Linked DNA regions of Mus musculus: region 2 is linked to region 1. The links are chromatin contacts, called in public Hi-C maps. All regions are on one chromosome and are shown on one strand. Each heading gives the region's core, a stretch centred on a gene start, on an enhancer-like site or on the middle of the called end of the contact. The rest is flanking DNA. Distances are from core to core; before and after follow the strand shown.

The links. A called contact is a pair of places that touch in the nucleus more often than the background predicts.
Region 2: a contact with region 1 is called in a Hi-C map of cerebellum, with 1.6 times the contacts expected there. The contact joins two enhancer-like sites. A contact is called at or near these places in 1 of 484 Hi-C or Micro-C datasets (cerebellum) and 1 of 115 datasets of contacts at active chromatin or transcription factors (kidney).

Annotation. Positions count from the first base shown.
Region 1 is chr11:35,140,435-35,145,171 of GRCm38.p6, forward strand. All of the region lies in intron 1 of Slit3 (slit guidance ligand 3), which reads left to right. Among named protein-coding and RNA genes, the nearest start is that of Slit3, 21 kb to the left of the region's middle. Within about 2 kb of position 2,432, at least 25 of the 459 cell types and tissues checked have an H3K27ac peak or open chromatin away from gene starts, as enhancers often do. A contact at or near this core is called in cerebellum, where this site is marked.
Region 2 is chr11:35,303,247-35,308,593 of GRCm38.p6, forward strand. All of the region lies in intron 4 of Slit3 (slit guidance ligand 3), which reads left to right. It overlaps Gm46277 (a long non-coding RNA gene), which reads left to right. Exons shown (of 2, transcript XR_003949657.1): 1 at 1-5,347. Among named protein-coding and RNA genes, the nearest start is that of Gm46277, 18 kb to the left of the region's middle. Within about 2 kb of position 1,920, at least 14 of the 459 cell types and tissues checked have an H3K27ac peak or open chromatin away from gene starts, as enhancers often do. A contact at or near this core is called in cerebellum, where this site is marked.

The sequences.
Region 1 (4,737 bases), core at 1,182-3,681:
CTGTATCCCCTGGGATCTTGATTTAACGATTTTGGGGTGCGTTTTGGATGTTGGGATTTTTGTAAAGCTCACTGCCAGTGTTTGAGAAAAGCAAAATTTGCAGAGAAATTCTTCAAATTATAGGGAAGAACAAAGAGAGAAGTTGAATGCTTGGTGTAAGGTACGGACTGACCAAAGTCACCCTGCTTTCCTTAGTAAGGTAATCGTGACTAACTTGCTCTTGCTTCTGGCGCTGTTGCTTTGTTTGGGGGTAGTCATAGCGATGCATGACAGCCAATCTGCAATCTAACCTCCCTTATTTATCCCATCTGAGGTGAAGGGCAATCGTGAATGTAGCCAGAATCATAGAACATACAAAAATTTGATTACTTTCACATCCGTGGAGGAGAACTAGGACGAGTTCAACAGTGCTCTGTGAGAACAGTCTATGGAGTAACTGCTTTAATGGATAGACAAAATTGATTTATAATTACCATGGCAACAGCAAAATGGAATTATGTCTTCCTGAGGGACGTGGATCAGGACTGAAGAGGATTCTGGAAGATTCTATTTCGCTTTGGCCCTGCAACTTGCCTACTGACCTTGGCTCCCTCAAGAAGTTCATCGCTAGAGTCCTCGCTTTCCCCGGAGCCCGTTTTGCAACCTGTGAAATCTTCAGTTGAGATTTTAAGGGAGCATGTGGATATGTCCCTAACTAAGGCAATGATGAGAAGATGCTGTAGGAGATGATGGGATGGAAGTAGAGCCTGGAGCCTGAGGCCAGGGTGAATTACAGATGCTGTTTGCCCACAGCCAGCTTCCTTATAGTCTGCGAAGCCTGTGTGTGCAGTTTAAGGTTCTCATAAAAATCCTCTGCATAAACAGCATATTGCATGAAAAACTCCCATCCAACCTAACGCTTCTCCACCTTGGTCATCTTCACATCACGGGTTTGGTTTTGTTGTCATTAATGAATGGAGCTGCTCTGCTCGGTATAAATTATCTACCAACACCCAGGACCTCTATGCATTAGATCCCTATAGAACTCCTGTTTTGTGGCAAGAAAAAAGCATTTCCAGACATTGTTAGGTATCCTCTGAGGTAAAAGAAAGTCCCCTCTGGTTAAAAAGCACCGTCAAGTTGAAGCGTGGTTGCTTCAGTAAAGTAGCAGACATTGTGAATGCATGGTAGTTAATATGTGTCGCATCCCCAGAGGCTCTCACAGCTGTCTGTGACCCAAACAGCATGTCCATTGTCACAGTTGGGGGCTCCGTGCTTCCGCAGCTAATGGTAATAACAACTGTGGGTGCCATTTATTGAGTGTTTACTATGTGCTTCGCACATGGCTGAGTGTTTTATATATTTCCTTGTCTCCATTAATTCATGGCATTGACAGAGTTTGCAGATCAGTAGCTTGTAGGCCTGATCCAGGTCTTCAGTATGATGTATTTGGTTTACATAGCATGTGTCATGTGTGCATGCATGCATGTGCCATATTCATATGCTTGGTATTTTGTAGGAGACCTGGGGCTCACTCGCTGGGTTAGGTTGACTGTTCAGTGAGCTCCATGTATACTGTCCCTACCTCCTCAGCCCCAAGTGTGCAAGTATATGTTTCTGTGGCCAGCTTATGTGTGTGTGTGTGTGTGTGTGTGTGTGTGTGTGTGTGTGTGAGAGAGAGAGAGAGAGAGAGAGAGAGAGAGAGAGAGAGAGAGAGAGAGAGAGAGAGAGAATGAATCATGGCTGAGAATCAAACGCAGAACCTAATGCTTGTGTGGTAAGCACTGTACTGAGCAAGCCGTTTCCCCAGCCCATCACAGAACTTTTTAATGTTAATTTCTTGCCGGCATTTTCAGATTGGGTGAATACATATATAAATCTATTTCTAGTGTCTTTTTCAAAACTTGACAAGTCTGACAACAGGCAGGCACTGACTGGCTTTTAGATGAGGCATAGGCCCGTTTGCTCGCAGTCCCCACCACTCCCTCTGGGAATGTCACTTCTAAGTGTGTGTCAGCTGCCGTTTGACACCCTGCTGGTAATTTTTAAACTTAACTTTATTCATTAGTCTCCTGGGTTGGCTCCTTTTAACAGTTATATCTGCTTTACATCCTCACTGTATGACCTGTGTTACTGCTCTCATTTTAAAGATGGGGAGACCATGGCACCATTAAAGCAAAGCCCTTGCCCAAAGTCATACAACGAATGGTCAGTTGACAAAGCAATTGCAAAGCAAAGAGCCCCTGCCCCAGTGGAGTGAGGCCGCCTGGCAGCACTGGGTGGATGCCGCATGAATATGTCCCTACATTCTGAGCCCTGGCCTTGTCTTCTACATCTTCCTTTCCTTAGAGAACTAACTCCCATCGTCCCTTTTGCTCACCAGGAACCACATGTGGCCAGGCTGTGAAGAGTGGCTTTTGACTATAGCTCCCCAGGCTGTTTTTCTGATTCTGTGGTACTTTTGGGCTGTGTCCAAGGGCTGCTCACACACTCCTACGTAGCTGAGGGGCCAGCTGGTGTGTGTGTGTGTGTGTGTGTGTGTGTGTGTTTGCTTCTGCCTGGGATGAGGCTGCTTGCCTGTGGGGAGGATGTGATTGCTTTAGGAAATTAAGTGGGAGTGATTAATTAGGAAATGTACTGAGGACTCTGGAAAGAAAATAGAAGCTGAAAAAAATTATACCCCTAAATACAGAATATTTCTTTGGGCCACGTGGCTAAGGAGACTACACTCTGAGGGACTGAGAGCATCCTGTCCGTCCTGCTACTTCAGAAGCGGTTGTTTGGTGGAGCATCACCTTGCCTGAATATGCTGGAATGAGCCACAAGGCCAGCTGGTCCAGCCACTGCTTTCTGTGAATGGACATGAAGGCACAGAACCCCTGCAGAGGCTGAGCAGGAAGTAGGAGACTGGGTTGGGGATAAAAAACAATATGACTCGGGACTCAGAGGACCTGGGTCTCCATTCCCAATACTTTGCTGCTAATGTATAATGCCTGCCCAGTCTCTGTCAGGCTTCTCACTTGGCAGTGGAGGTAGACTGTGATTACCAGAGAGTAAAGAGCAAGCGCCTGCACAATGGCCGCCGCTGAGTAGTACGCTAGAGAGCAGTCTAGAACCTCATTTGTGTTTTCTCCATCCCCGTGGCCATCCCATGAGGTTGGTATTATTAGCTCATTCTATAGAAGAGAAGCAGAGGCTCTTGGGGGATCCATTATTTACATAATGTTCTGACACTGCTAAGTGGCCAGAGGCAAGCTTGACATGCAGGTTGGCTCAGGAATCCATGTTTTCAACCTGTAACCCATTCTATCTCCGAAGCATATCACACAGTTTACAGGTAACATGAATAATCAATGTGAAAACTGACCCGTGTGTTATAATTTTTATATAAGTTGTTTAGCGTAAAGAAATTGGTGATATGATTTGTGAGGCTGAACTCTCTGAGGAGTTGGCATTTTTGTTCCTAGGAAAGATGAGATGTAGTAATTTATAGAGGCCCTGGTCATACAAGTAGAGCAAGCATTCCATGGTCTGAAATTCCAAACTCTGCGCTGACCCTGAATCTTAAACTTTCGAGAGCCAATGTGGTGCCTCAAGTGGAAAATTCCATAACAGTCCTAGTGTGGTGAGTTGTAGTGAACACACGGGTGCACAGACCACAGTATGTGTCCTGCTCGGTGTCTACACCAAAAGCAACTTAGGGAGGAGAGGGCTTACTTGGCCTACACTTCTGCATTACTGTTCATCACCAAAGGGGTCAGGGCAGGGACTCAAACAGGGCAGGAACCTTGGAGCAGGAGCTGATGCAGGGGTCGTGGAGCAGTGACTTGCTTTTCATGACTTTCTCAGTCTGCTTTCTTATAGAACTCAGGACCACCAGCCCAGGGATGACCCCACCTACAATGGAAGGGCTCTTCCCCACCAATCACTAATTAAGAAAGTGCCTTACAGGCTTTCCCACAACCCAATCTTATGATCTTATGAAGGTATTTTCTTCATCTAAGTTCCCTCCTCTCAGAAAACTTCTGCTTGTATCAAATGAATGTGAGATTATTTAGCATGCTGTATAAAACAATATAAAACTTTGTGTGTGCAAGGTGAATCTGAAACAGGAATGATCATTATGTTTAAGCCTGTGTAACTCATCTCCAAGATAGTATACATAACATGTAACTAGAATACTAAGATGTTGAGGACAGGAGGCCCCCCCATGGTCCTGGCATCGTTATCCCCCAAACCCCCGGTCAGAATAAAATTAAAGAGGTTAGTAGCCTAAATGAAGAAGCAACAGGCACACCTCTTCATCTCAGGTCCCCAATGCAGGATGTGTGTGCTTAGTCCCTCTGGTCAGCCTGGAAGGATAAGCAATGAATTCATGCTCATCCTGGAGCCCCCCTCCTCCTTCCCCACGTGCTAGTCCTGAGCAGAATCAGCCAAAGGAGGGCTTGGGCTTGGGCCTGTGCATCAACATTGGAGTTCGCAGTAACAGTAAGAGATAACTTTTATGGAGAGCTTTGTTGTGCCAGGCACCATGCTAAGTGCTTTGAATGTTCCGTTTTACTGCACACAGGGCTTGGATTGGATCCGAACTGAGGCGCAGGGGGATAATTAGGGCACATACCCGGCATACAGCTGGGGTGCGGAACAGTCCATTTAACCTACTGCTTTGGTTCTGTAACCACGGCTCTGTTTAGCTTCTACTCTTCTTAATTCTCCTGATGCTTAAGCAGCAGGCTTCCTGACTCCTGGGTGTAGAAA
Region 2 (5,347 bases), core at 670-3,169, 160 kb after region 1:
TGATGGCCACCTACCATAGACGGGGAAAACAAATGCCTGGGGGTGCTAACCACTCAGGTTGCCACACAGATCTGCCTGAGGTGTTTAGAATAAGGCCTTTAGGAAGTTCTAGGTTTAGACAAAGGCCATCAGTGTGAAGCCTGGTGATTGAGTCATGGTGGCGTTATAAGGACAGACATGTAGATATAGACACTTACACTCTCTGTCACGGGATACTTAGGCACTTACTACAGGAGGACCACCAACAAGAAGACAATTACAAAAGGAGGCCTCTAGAACTCCAGTCTCTAGAACTGTAAGTCTGGGCATGCCCTGCCTCCCCTAACCTTTCTTTTATAAAGTTAATCTGCCTCTCGTATTTTGTTACAGGAATGAAAAATAGATGGGCACTCTATGCATCTCAGAGAACTTGGGGTTTCAAATGTATAGTTGAAGATGCCATTTTTCAGTCTTACAATAATTGTAAATTATTGCAATTAATTAATTACAAACTAATCCATCTCGTCTTTTGCCCTTCTTTTCCATCTGTCACACCCCCAACCTGGCATCTTCCATAGCCTGAAAAAATGACTTGGGAAAACCCTTCTGGACCCCATGCCAGTAGGAGTAGTTTCCTGTTGGCCCTTGGGGCATGCTGTGCCTAGTCTGTGCATGAGTCCACCAAGGCTTTTTTTGTCATATGTTATGGTTCCCACATCCTGATGTCATAGCTGAGACTTGAACGCAGGCTACCTGACCCTGAAAGCTCTTGTCTTCCATCGTAGCCTTTCATCTATGAGTACAACTGTCTTGCCATCTGCCTAGAGAGCTTATTCCACAAAGGTCCGCTGCACGGTTACTGGGTACCCCACTTTACGGTAACAGAACATAACTGCAGTGTGGTGGTGGTGGTGGGGGTAAACCTGAAGAGAGAATGGGGTGTGGTGGTGGAAGAGCCCAGAGCTGCCTTTGAGCCGGCCAGTGAGGACAGGGAAGGTTCTCAGAAGCAGAAACACATAAGCTGAGAGGAAGAGGAAAAGGAAGCCAGCTAAGACCACACTGGGAGGCAGTTGGCACAGGAATCCAGGCAGAGGACACGATGTGAGCCAAGGCCTGAAGTAGGAGAGTTGGGAGGAATTAAAATCTCATTGGCGGGAGAGAAGAGAGCCAGGTGGTTATTTTTCCTGCCTCTGTAGCCAGACTCAAACAGAGAAGATGGCTCTAATCCCATTGTATTCCCAGGCTCCTGTGATCCAAGACATGGCTGGGGGCCTGCGTCTGTCATTCTGTGGAGTCCTACAGTGGCCTCCTTCCTGGAGCTGCCACCCTGTGGGAGAGGTTATCACCAGACAGAAATACAAGCAGTCCCTTCACCATCCTCAAGGCCCACAGCTTAGAAGAAGAATAGTTCTCTCTAGGGTTTCAGAAATGTCAAGCCCATGTCTCCATCTACTTGGAATGAAAGACCGGGGTTACAGCACTAAGGAACAGGCAGATGGGCCCAGCCACAGCTCTTAAGAATTTCAGTAAAGCCGAGAGGCACAGTTAGATCAGGAAAACGTGGGAGGGAAGCTGAATTTTCTGTTCTGTCCTCTTCCAACATTCCTAGGTTCTAGGTTCCAGAGTGCAATTGTCCCTTAGACTACAGGGGCGGGGAGGGACAGGCTGTAAGGACAGTGCTCCTCCGGTAGATATCAGAGTCCATGTACTTTCCAGCCTTTTATAGAATGGCACACCATTTACCTTTAACAAGTCATTCCTCTCATATCTCCTAAATCATCTCTAGGTTATGTGTAAAATATAACATTACATAACTAGTCACCGTATACTACCATTGTTTAGGGAAATCGTGACCAAAAGAAAAGGGCTGGGCCTTTGAGTGGCGATGCAATTGTTTTCTGAATGTTTTTCAGTTCAAGGTTAGTTGGCACTGTGAATGCTGAGCCGGTGGATATACAGGGCAGGCTGTGCAGGCTTGGGCTGGGAGGGAAATGTACCGCATGGTTGATCTGTGAAGAAGAGAAAGGAGACAGACAGGCTTCTCATCTTTCCTGCCAGCCGTGAGGTGAGGGGCAGGGTCCAGCCATATGGGCAGCCAAGAGGAGGCAGGGACTGCAGCACTTGCTCAGCACTAATTAGGGCCTGGCTGGAGTGTCTGCAAGGACCCCAGCAGGGACGTTTCCTGCACAGGGCAAGCAGCCCTGGATTAGGGGCCGACAGGTGCTGCCTCCTCTGACACTTTTGGCAACATCCTAGCCACTCCTATGACTTGTCCCTAGATGCAGGTGACCTTGGAAATGTGAAGAGTCTAGAGGAAACCATCTTCCCGGCGCTCTTTGTGGAGAGAGCAGGAGCTGAAAGGCTTCCGTGGAACTTCAGCGCGTGGACGGGTGGGTGGCATTTCAGTGCGGCTGTTCCAACTCGCCCTGGAAAGCAAGCCAGTGTTTACCCTCAGTGTTTACCGTGAGGTCTGGGACATGGCATGCCTTCACATACTGTGAGGAGGTGGGGGGCCTTTGGGGTGCGCAGACAGTAGCATTAGGAATGGGGTCGAGGAAGAGATGGCAAAGAGTCAGGGTCACTTGATGACTGCATTCAACATTGGCGGGTTTGTTTGGGCTTTTGGTTATTGTTTTGTGTTGTCTGATTTGTGATTTTTGTTTGTTTAGAGGATTGATTGTATATGTTGAGCCAATACTTTTGATACCAGAATGACTGTCCACTTGGCTTCCTCTAAATGACCAGCTTGCACTGGAGGTGATGAAGAAGCTGCTGTCAGAAAGAAATCTCCACAGAACAGCCTCTCTTTCCCTTTCATGCCTGCAGCACAGACCTCAGCCCTGTCTCTCATAGTCTTGTAGACATCCCTGCACCCAAGTGCTCAGCCATCTGTCCCCCATACTGTGGCTTCTACATTCTAACACAAATAGGAAACTGCCAACCACGATCTCTGAATCTTGGTCTTCCTGCTTCTCTTTGCTCTGGCGCTTGCTGGTTTATATACTAACGATACCAGGAGGAGTCTTTATAAATAAATAAAAAACTATTATCATGAAATAGGCAAGGCAGACCAACTTTATAAAGTGAAGAGGTTTATTCAGCTCACATGTCTAGGAATCTGTGTGTGTGTATGTGTGTGTGTATGTGTACAGGATCTGACAAGGAGGCCCTGGCATGTCACGTCATAGGGGATAACAATGGCAGGGAAGAGGTCACACATCATGAAATGAGTAGCCAGGGACCGAGGTCTTGCATTCCCTATTAAGGGCATACTGTAAGTGACTTTAGGTCACTCTACCCGCTCCACTCTCAGGTATTTTATCAATTCCTGTATCACTGCGCTGGAGACCAAGCTTGCATGCGCTTTGTGAGGCCCCTCTTACCCTCTTACAGTGTAACCGTGTCATAGTACTCCGAAAGGCATCTTCAATGCTGAGAGCAGTGATGTTTGGTGGAAAATGTGTTTTCCACATAGTTAGGCATGCCCCTTCTGTTTGTCATTGCTGGAAACTATCCTTTTCATAGAAATCAGCCAGGGAGTTGGACCCCAACTAGTTCCATGGTTTAAAAGGAGAAAAGGACGGCCCTCTTAATCAGTGTGAGCATGTACATATATGTGCACTAGAACCATTAATGGCTCGTCAGAGAGAGGTTAAATTTATGTGCGGTTTAACCAAACGATGCGTCTCTGGGGGAGAGAGAGGGGGGAGCCATCTCCCACTCCCATTAAACAGTATTTGTGACTCATGGAAAAGAAAAGAAAAGAAACCCTGAACTCCACTAGCGTGAGAAAACAAAGGGGAAATCGGAATTGCAGATCTGCCAGAAACCTGCCATTCACAGAGCCCACAAATCACAGGAAAACAAAGAGAAATGGAAAGATTTGGTATTAAAAACCCATTCTCCCCTGAACCTGTGCCAGCACCCATAAAACAATTACATACAATCATACCCCGTGCTTCTCCGAGACACTAATTCTTCTCTTGACAGTCAAATGTTGTGCTTGTTTCTTTCAAAATGTTGTACCCCATAAAGAAGGGTGCATGATGAGAAGGGCGGGCCCAGAACACTGGGCAGGCCAGCTTTGCCTCTAAACATGGGAATCTCTGTAGGTTTCTTCCTGTGGACTTTCGGGTTTCCTTTGAGCTGCTGGTTTTTGACTGAGCTATGACAACCTTGTCTGCCTTCCAGATGGATCTTGTTGTCACCAAGAAACCAGACAGGGGAGGCAGGGCCGGTCTGCCAAGTAGACCCCTCCAAACTAAGAGAAAATCTCTCTGGAACTCCCTACCAGAGGAAGATGTTAACGATGGAAGCCCAGCCCAAAGTGGGATGAATGAATCCAGTCAGCTCCTGGGAAAGCCGATCCTGCAATCCATTTGTGGATCGGACGTCCATCACTCGTTCAATGGCTCTTTGATTTAGGATTAAATAAGACCCCTATGTGAAGTTGGCTGTTGGGTTTAAAGCCCTTGCATTTTGACAGGTGAAGCCCTCATCAGAGTTACCCTATGCTGAGATGTCAGGGAAAATATACAAGAGGAAATTGGAAAATATGATTGAGCCTGAGTGTGAGCTTCCTCTCCCGAGGGGTTCTCCGGGGTTCGCCTGTTTCCTACTGTCGGTCCTCGGGATGCTTTCCCTCCCTGAGAGCTTTATGTAGAGGCTCACACAAGGCATGTAGTTATATATGTATACTGGCTCCCTGTGGACACAGCTTCGTGGGTACACCTTGTTCAGATCCAATAGAAGGGTTTCTTCGTAACAGGGCTGGAGCCCAGAGTTGGAGAGGCAAGAAGAAAAATAGGCGAATTAAGTGAGAAGCATGTTACAGGCCAATTTAATCAGGGCTAATATATCAAGCCTGGTATTGTTTTTGGAACTGGATTGCGGAGTAACAGGATCCCTGACAAGTTGTGGCCAGCCCCAGTAATGGATGTCTCCAGGGTTCACAGACCTGTCTAGAGGAAACTGCAGCACAGAACACAGCAAGTGGCAGGTCCACTCTCGTGGCAGGGTCAGGCACAGGGCCAGCCAGGGCTCATTCTGTCCCTAGTCTCACTGCCTTTGCCATTGAGTGCCACGGTTCCAGAGGCTTGTGGCTAGCCTCCCATAGCCTGGATGGGAGAGGAATGTTTTTGGAAGATCTCTGTACCTCAGGCCATAAACAGTTGCAGCCTGGCTTTGGAAGATGGTGCAGACCCTCACATCTTGGCCTGTAGTCATGGCCTACAGAGGCCCCAGACTTAAAGACATAGAGTCCCTCTAACATGAAGGAACTCCCTAGAGCAAGAAAGGACTGAGCCTAAGGAAGTGAATCTCCTGAATACTTCCTTTTGAAACTCACCATGAAGAGTCAGCTTTCCCC